Regions from separate parts of the Mus musculus genome. Here region 1 is linked to region 2. A link is a contact called in public HiChIP or PLAC-seq data. All regions are on one chromosome and are shown on one strand. The core of a region is the stretch at or near the end of the contact, and the rest is flanking DNA. Distances in the headings are between cores, read along the strand shown.

Evidence for each region. HiChIP or PLAC-seq counts read pairs in DNA pulled down with a chosen protein or histone mark.
Region 1: a contact with region 2 is called in a BATF HiChIP or PLAC-seq map of CD8 T cells, with 5 read pairs. The contact joins two enhancer-like sites. A contact is called at or near these places in 11 of 39 promoter capture datasets (cranial neural crest, embryonic stem cells, frontonasal cranial neural crest and 7 more), 3 of 115 datasets of contacts at active chromatin or transcription factors (CD8 T cells, bone marrow-derived macrophages and memory CD8 T cells) and 3 of 9 other capture datasets (adipose tissue, liver and pancreatic islet).

Annotation. Positions count from the first base shown.
Region 1 is chr19:11,291,961-11,295,958 of GRCm38.p6, reverse strand. It overlaps 4930526L06Rik (RIKEN cDNA 4930526L06 gene), which reads right to left. Exons shown (of 3, transcript NR_045317.1): 2 at 3,147-3,319. Among named protein-coding and RNA genes, the nearest start is that of Ms4a5, 10 kb to the right of the region's middle. Within about 2 kb of position 2,623, at least 95 of the 459 cell types and tissues checked have an H3K27ac peak or open chromatin away from gene starts, as enhancers often do. A contact at or near this core is called in CD8 T cells, bone marrow-derived macrophages and macrophages, where this site is marked.
Region 2 is chr19:11,090,150-11,094,040 of GRCm38.p6, reverse strand. It overlaps the pseudogene Gm336. Among named protein-coding and RNA genes, the nearest start is that of Ms4a8a, 11 kb to the right of the region's middle. Within about 2 kb of position 1,745, at least 18 of the 459 cell types and tissues checked have an H3K27ac peak or open chromatin away from gene starts, as enhancers often do. A contact at or near this core is called in CD8 T cells, bone marrow-derived macrophages and macrophages, where this site is marked.

The DNA.
Region 1 (3,998 bases), core at 1,374-3,873, 200 kb before region 2:
TACACAATATAGTACTACTCAGCTATTAAAAAGAATGAATTTATGAAATTCCTAGGCAAATAGATGGACCTGGAGGGCATCATCCTGAGTGAGGTAACCCAATCAGAAAGGAACTCACACAATATGTACTCACTGATAAGTGGATATTAGCCCAGAAACTTAGGATACCCAAGATATAAGATACAATTTGCTAAATTCATGAAACTCAAGAAGGTCAAAGACCAAAGTGTGGACACTTTGCCCCTTCTTAGAATTGGGAACAAAATACCCATGGAAGGAGTTACAGAGACAAAACTTGGAGCTGTGATGAAAGGATGGACCATCTAGTGATTGCCATATCCGGGGATCCATCCCATAATCAGCTTCCAAACAGTGACACCATTGTATACACTAGGAAGATTTTGCTGTAAGGACCCACATATAGCTGTCTCTTGTGAGACTATGCTGGGGCCTAGCAAACACAGAAGTGGATGCTCACAGTCAGCTATTGGATTGATCACAGGGCCCCCAATAGAGGAGCTAGAGAAAGTACCCAAGGAGCTAAAGGGATCTGCAACCCTATAGGTGGAACAACATTATGAACTAACCAGTACCCTGGAGCTCTTGACTCTAGCTGCATATGTATCAAAAGATGGCCTAGTCGGCCATCACTGGAAAGAGAGGCCCATTGGACATGCAAACTTTATATGGCCCAGTACAGGGTAACGCCAGGGCCAAAAAGGGGGAGTGGGTGGGTCTGGGAGTGGGGGTGGAGGTGGGTATGGAGGACTTTTGGGATAGCATTGGAAATGTAAATGGGGAAAATACCTAATAAAATTTTTTTAAAAAATTAACAGGTGTAACGGCAAAGAGTAATCTATATAAGTGACAGTTGCTTTTCAATAGCTTTTTCCACTTGTTGTACGGCCAGCAATCCTTCTGAGGTTAGTGCTTTAGGGGAGGTAGGATCAGAACTCCCTTTAAGACTATCAAATAAAGGTTTCAACTCTTATGTAGTGATCTTTAAATAGGGGTGAAGCCAATTAATATCACCAAACAATTTTTGAAAATCATTCAAAGTCCTTACGTTGTCTCTGCGAATAACTATCTTCTGGGGAAAAACAGCTTGATCAGTAAGTCTAAAGCCCAAATAATTATAAAGATCCTAAGTTTGTATATTTTCAGTAGCTATCTATAATCCTTTTTCAGCTAAAGCTTTTTGTAAATCTCTATAACAGAAAAGCAAATCCTGGGAGTCTTTTCCAGGCAACCCAGGACAATATTTTAACTGTCCACAAACAGTCTTTTTAAAGGAACAGTATTTTTTTCTTATGAATAGCATAAGCAATTGCAAGCTTGAGAATTAATAGCATTTGAGGGATGAACAATTTTAAGCAATTGAAAGCTCTGAGATATATATATTAATAAAGATACAAATTAAGCTTGATTATTCAACATTTTAAAATACCATCTACAACACACAATTTAATTATCTTTGTTGAAGCAGGGGGAAGCTCAAAAGAAAAAGCATGTGATCCAATTCACATATACTTTTCTCCCATAAGAGGGCTGTTTTTAAACACAGTAATTGGGATGCATGCATGCATGAATTTATAGAAGATACAAAAGCACGCATAAAAACAATTTATTAACTTATCTATTATTATTTAAAATGATGGTATGCAATAAATCAAATATTAATATTCTGTAATAACCAAATTAATTGCTGTTTAGAACAAGGAACAGACACAGGTTTTTAAGACACAATTTTTGTTATAGTTATTCTAAAAATCTATGAATTTATCTTACAATTCTTTGTTAGCACCATGGCGGCCTTAATAGGATGCTGAAACTTTACTTTGAGATGAAGAAGGATGATTTTACAACAATGTTTTTTCTAGCCAAGGAATTGCTGTGGGCACATTTAACAACCAATAACTAAAATAAGCAGCTAATATTTAATTACCATTGATTATAATTGATAACAACTATAAAAGCTTCCTTTAATTTCTGCAAGGCCTCTTGTTCTTTGCCAGTTAATTTGTGTCTCACTTAATAGCACCTGACAAAGGCTTAAGTTCTCCTGTGGTGAGTTTAAGGTGAGGTCTTAGCCAATTAACATCTCCTGAAATGCCACACAAACCTCCCTGAGGCTGCTCAGAGCTGAGCTCCGCAGCTACCCAAGCACAAACTTTTCTCAATCTGAACACTCTGCCAGAGTCCTGGCCCAAAGATTATCCTATTTCGAAGGATCCTTAAAGACCTGTTTTCCTGGGTTCGCTCCTGCCACATGTTGTTTAGAATGACTCTAACTCTGAGTTACCAATTTTAAGCTAACTTTCTGTTACAGGCAAAAGGCTGCCTGCCCCTTTAAGAGCTGCATTTGCAATCAGCTCCCAGTAGGGCTTTTCCAGTTACACTAGCACTTTTCTAAATTTTCACATAGCTCTAAACACATACACAGAACACACAAAACAGAAACCAACAGATCCAGACACATGCAACCCTTTCTCATCTTCCACGAGCAGGCAAAAGAATTAGAAGGGTAAGCTTCCATTTCATAAACAAAACTTGGTTCATCTGACCGATCTCCGGAGATTGCCAGACGTCTCTGGCTCTCCCTACTCCCCAGGGCGTCCCCTGGTGAGGTAGTGGTCTTCCTAGCACATCTGCTGACCACAGTCCTCCGGTGCTTACAGCCCAAAGGGACACTGCAATTACCAAGTGCGCATTTCAGAAAACCCCATCATCTATAAACACCAGAGAAACCAAACTCAGGCGGATCTAAACTCAGACTGCGCCATGTTTTCAGAGACATGGGACGAAACACAGACAACAAACCAACACAACGAGCACATGTTCGTTTCCGGTAGCATAAGACAGACACTCAGAACAAAGACACTGGCCAGCATGCACACAAGAGGGGATTCCCCGATTTTTCTGTCTGTCCTTGGGAGAGTTTCAAAATCTACTTTCCTGATGCAGTTTCCAACTGCGGCCATCCGCCTGATTATAAAATCTCTTTTATTAAACCCTTTTATTTCTCTCGCCTAAAAAAAAAAAGGCAGCTTCTGGAAGTTGAGTTCCTAGTTCCCGATAACTCACTGCTGAACCTAAGTGAATCCAGCATGCGGGTTTAGTACTGATCCAGCTTAGCCTGTACCAACCTTTTCCAGGAACGAATTTTCTTTAATTCTTTTCTTCTTCCGTGGAGCTACAAACCAGCAGTGCTTCTTCCAAATGTCCTCTGCCATTCCCAGGTTCTGCATTGGTTCACCAAATTGTTGGGGCTGGCCTGCGGCTCTCATGTCTGGGTTCGAGTCCGGAAGGCATCTTGGAACTGGAAGAGAAGGGGGAGCCTAGATGGGTTGAGAAATAATGGAACCAAGACAACTAGTTTGCTCAAGGTTCAAATTTTAATTAACACTTTATAAAGGAGAGGAGAAAACCCATTCCCACCAAATCATCCTTGGAGCCCAGCTGCAGGTGACCACATGTAGGCTCCGGAACAGCTAGGCTGACTCCCAGCAGGTAGCGGCAGCAGCAATGGCAGAAAAATAGAGTGATCCAAGGAGGAAGGCTCCAACCTAGATAATCTCCTTAGTGGCAGCAAGGTCAACTTCTGGCTCAGCCTGCTTCAGGCTTGTGGGAGGCTGAAGAGAAAAGGCTCGGGTACTTTGAAGCAGTCTAGCAAGTCTCCTGAGCCACATTTTCTGCCATAAATTGTGGTCTGCAGTCAATTAAGTCCAATAAAAGTACAGAAACAGCAAGAATGGGTAGAAATATGCCTTGACTCTGAAGAAAGAAATGGAAAAAGATCTCAGAAGATGGAAAGATCTCCCATGCTCATGGATTGGCAGGATTAATATAGTAAAAATGGCTATCTTGCCAAACTCAATCTACAGATTCAATGCAAACCCCAATCAAAATTCCAACTCAATTCTTCACTGAGTTAGAAAGGGCAATTTGCAAATTCATCTGGAATAACATAAAACCTAGGATAGCAAAAACTATTCTCA
Region 2 (3,891 bases), core at 496-2,995:
TTTCATTTAACATGCATATTTAATATTTTATAACAACAAAAGCTATTGTGAATACTACATATGTAAGTTATGTGTTTGGAGTTTGCCTTGTTATTTCTCAGTTTTACTGTGGTACTATCTCCAGGATCTATCACACAATGCCTCCAAAGACTATCACATATATAGTCAGCAAATTCTCTATTCCTGAAAATGTTTAGCAGAAATGTGAGCATCCTTGAAGGAAGTTGTGGTTTGAACATGACTTGTTTCTATGGGTTCATGTGTTGAAGACTTGATTGGTCATCCATCTCCTTGTTTCTCCATGCTTCCTGGACACCAGGAAATGGACAGTCTTTCTTACACATGTTCACTGCCACAGTGTTCAGCCTCACCTCAAATCTAAACCAGTAATATTTGCTGGCAATGATTTGAATACCTCCACCTCTCCTGAGGCTTCTCTCACCTCAAAGTTTCTGTCCCTTCAAGACAGTTAGCACCATTTCCAGGAAGTCAATAAAAAGAGAAAATCCCAACCTGAATCATAGCTGGTTCCTGAAACCCACATGACCTAAGGCCCAATTCTTACACTTCTTATTACTTCCCTCAGCACAAGGGATTGATGTCATTCATCTTTCTTAAAGGATGTTGCGCTATTTTATGGAGATATGCACATTACAGGAAATCTTCCCTTTAAAAAGGAAATGCACAAGAATATCAAGAAGAAAAATGTGTTTAATTTAAAAAAAAAGATCCTGCTAGACATTAAAGCATAATAAAGAATAATGAAAATATCATAGAAGTCACTCCTACATAGACAAGCAGGCCAGTTGTATAGAAGAAAAAAATTCACACAGAAATCGAGCTTTTAACTAAAGTGGCATTTCAGTGCACTGCAGTACAAATGAGTTGACAAAATTTCTAGAATATCCAAGTAGACTTTTGGAAAAGTATAAAATTATACTTAAACAGCTTATGCAATATTCAAGAATGAACTCATACAAGAAAATCAAGATGTAAAAATGAAAACTAGAGCTACAGATGTAGCTCAAGGAAAACACTTCCTCCAACATTTGTGAGGCCCTTGGTTTATTACCAGCACCACAGTTAAAAGGAAGAAGTAAAACAGCAAAATCACTAGAAAAAAACAAACATCAAGTTCCAGTTAATTGTGGGTTTCATGAAACACAGCTGAAGGAGACCAAGGAGAGACAAACTGGAAAAGAAGAAGTCCAAGTATTGCTATTTGCAGATTATATGATAATTTACATAAACAATCCCAAAAATTCTACCAGAAAACTCCTCCAGGTGATAAACATTTTCAGCAAAGTGGCTGGATACATAATTAACTCAAAAAAAAAAGTCAGTAGCCCTTCTACATGCAATCGACAAACAGAATAAAAAAAAGAAATCAAGGAAATAACAACCTTCACAATAGCCAAAAATAATATAAAATATCTTGAGGAAATTCTAACCAAACAAGTGAAAGACTTGTATGATTAAAAACTTCAAATTTTTGAAGGAAGAAATTGAAGAAGATCTCAGAAGATGAAAAGATCTGGCGCTCGCCCGCCGAGCCCAACCGCGCTCCCGCCTCCAGGTGCGGCGCGGGGTCCGCCCGCTCGACGCCGGGGACAGCGCCCCACGGGGACGAGCCGGCGCTGCGCTGCCGGGGCTCGCGGGCCGCGTGCGAGCGAGGCGAGTCCCCGGGGTGCGCTGGCCGCGGTCCGGTCCTGGATGCGAGAACGCAGCGCTTCGGGACGCGTGGAGTGCTCAGGCGGCTCTGGATTGTGTCGCTCGGATTGCGCGTCCCGCGAGTGGGCGTCGGAAGAGAAACCAAAGGCGGTTTGAGCACATGAACAGAAAATAACATTCTAAAGACTTTGTCAGAAGTGATAGGGAGGAAAAAAACCCATAAGAAGTACTTCCTTGTGTGTGTGTCTCATGGTGCAGCTTTTAACACTCACATAGTAATGAAGCCACCATTATGTCCTCAGTCAGCGAAGTAAATGCGGACATCAGAGATTTCCTGATGAGCATCAATTTGGAGCAGTACCTCTTACATTTCCGTGAATTCGGTTTTTATACCGTGAGGGACTGCACGTCGATAAATGACAGCGTACTCCATCAGATTGGAATATCACCTACTGGACACCGTAGGAGGATACTGAAACAGTTACAAATGATCTTTTCAAAAATGCAAGACTTCCCCATATATGCAAATGTGCATAAGGCAAAGAACGGCAGCACCACAAAAGAGCAACAACACAGTGATCCATCTTCCAGCAGCCACACCGGCATAGAGTGTTCCGATTCCGTTACTGTCCATAGACCTGGCCCGGCACCATCAGAGATGGTTACAACCAGTACCCTTAGTGAAGGAAACTGTCAGTCTCCGAAATCACATGATAAGCTATGTCTTTCTTCACATGACCTGCCCTGTCCAGAAGAAGAACTACACCAGAACGTGGATTCTTCGAAAGATTCTTTATTTGGTGGTGTAAATGTCAAAATAGATCCTTTGATTACCAAGAGGGCTGTGGAGTACACAGCTGGAGAAGAACACACAGAAAAAGGCAATTTGACCTCAGAAGATTACAGCAAGGCACTTAGTACAAACACTGAATGTCTTCCCTCTGGGGACTGTCCAACATCAGGCACACATTCTGGAAACGGGACGAATGGCGTATTAGAAAGCTTCCCGCCAACCCCGTTCTTTCAGTTTCAGGGCGAGATGGTTGTGAATGAACTGTACGTTCCGTCCTCACCAGTCCACGGCCCCATGAGAAGCCGGAGCAAGTTGGTTTCCAGACCTTCTCGATCATTTCTACTGAGACATCGCTCTGTACCAGAGATCCCAGGGTCAACAAAATCAATCCCAGGGAGCTATTTCCGTGACAGAAGAAGTAATACTACCTCAGCTGGAAAGTCTTTGACACTGAAAAATTCAAATGAGGATAATTCAACTTCCATCTTTCCTTATGGAGAGACATTTCTCTTCCAGAGACTAGAAAGTTCCAAGAAGCGATCTATAAAGAATGAGTTTTGGCCGCATGAGAACACAGTTAAAGAGGAAGCAGCCACTACAAGAAACTCTATCCTAACCCAGTCAAGCATATATGATAACAGGAAGGAAAAAGTGAGTGAAGACAAAGTCGAAGACATTTGGATACCCCGCGAGGATAAAAATAACCTTGCACAGGATTCGGCCTCTGAGTCAGAATACTCCACAGTAGAGGAATGCTTCCAGAGTTTAAGAAGAAAAAATTCCAAAGCGTCCAAGTCTAGGACTCAAAAAGCCTTCTACTTGGACCCCTTCAATAGGCACAGTTATCCTTTAAGCTCCATGAGTGGAAATACTGAACCGTCATCAACCATCTCAAATGCCATCTCTCCCTATGCCTGCTTCTATGGATCTTCAGCAGCCAAGGAGAAATGTGGATGGCTGGACAAACTCTCTCCTCAAGGGTATGGACAGATGCATTTTGTTTACTAAGTAGCCATTTTGATAGAGTAAAGATTGTTCTTTACTAAATCTGCCAGTGTTCTGTACCCTCTGCAATCCCCAAGATACTTTTTTTTTAGAATTAATTTTTTATTGGGTATTTTCCTCATTTACATTTCCAATGCTATCCAAAAAGTCCCCAATACACCCCCCCCCACTCCCCTACCCACCCACTCCCACTTTTTGGCCCTGGCGTTCCCCTGTACTGGGGCATATAGAGTTTGCAAGTCCATTGGACCTCTCTTTCCAGTGATGGCCGATTAGGCCATCTTTTGATACATATGCAGCTAGAGTCAAGAGCTCTGGGGGTACTGGTTAGTTCATATTGTTGTTCCACCTATAGAGTTGCAGATTCCCTTTAGCTCCTTGGGTACTTTCTCTAGCTCCTCCATTGGGGGCCCTGTGATCCA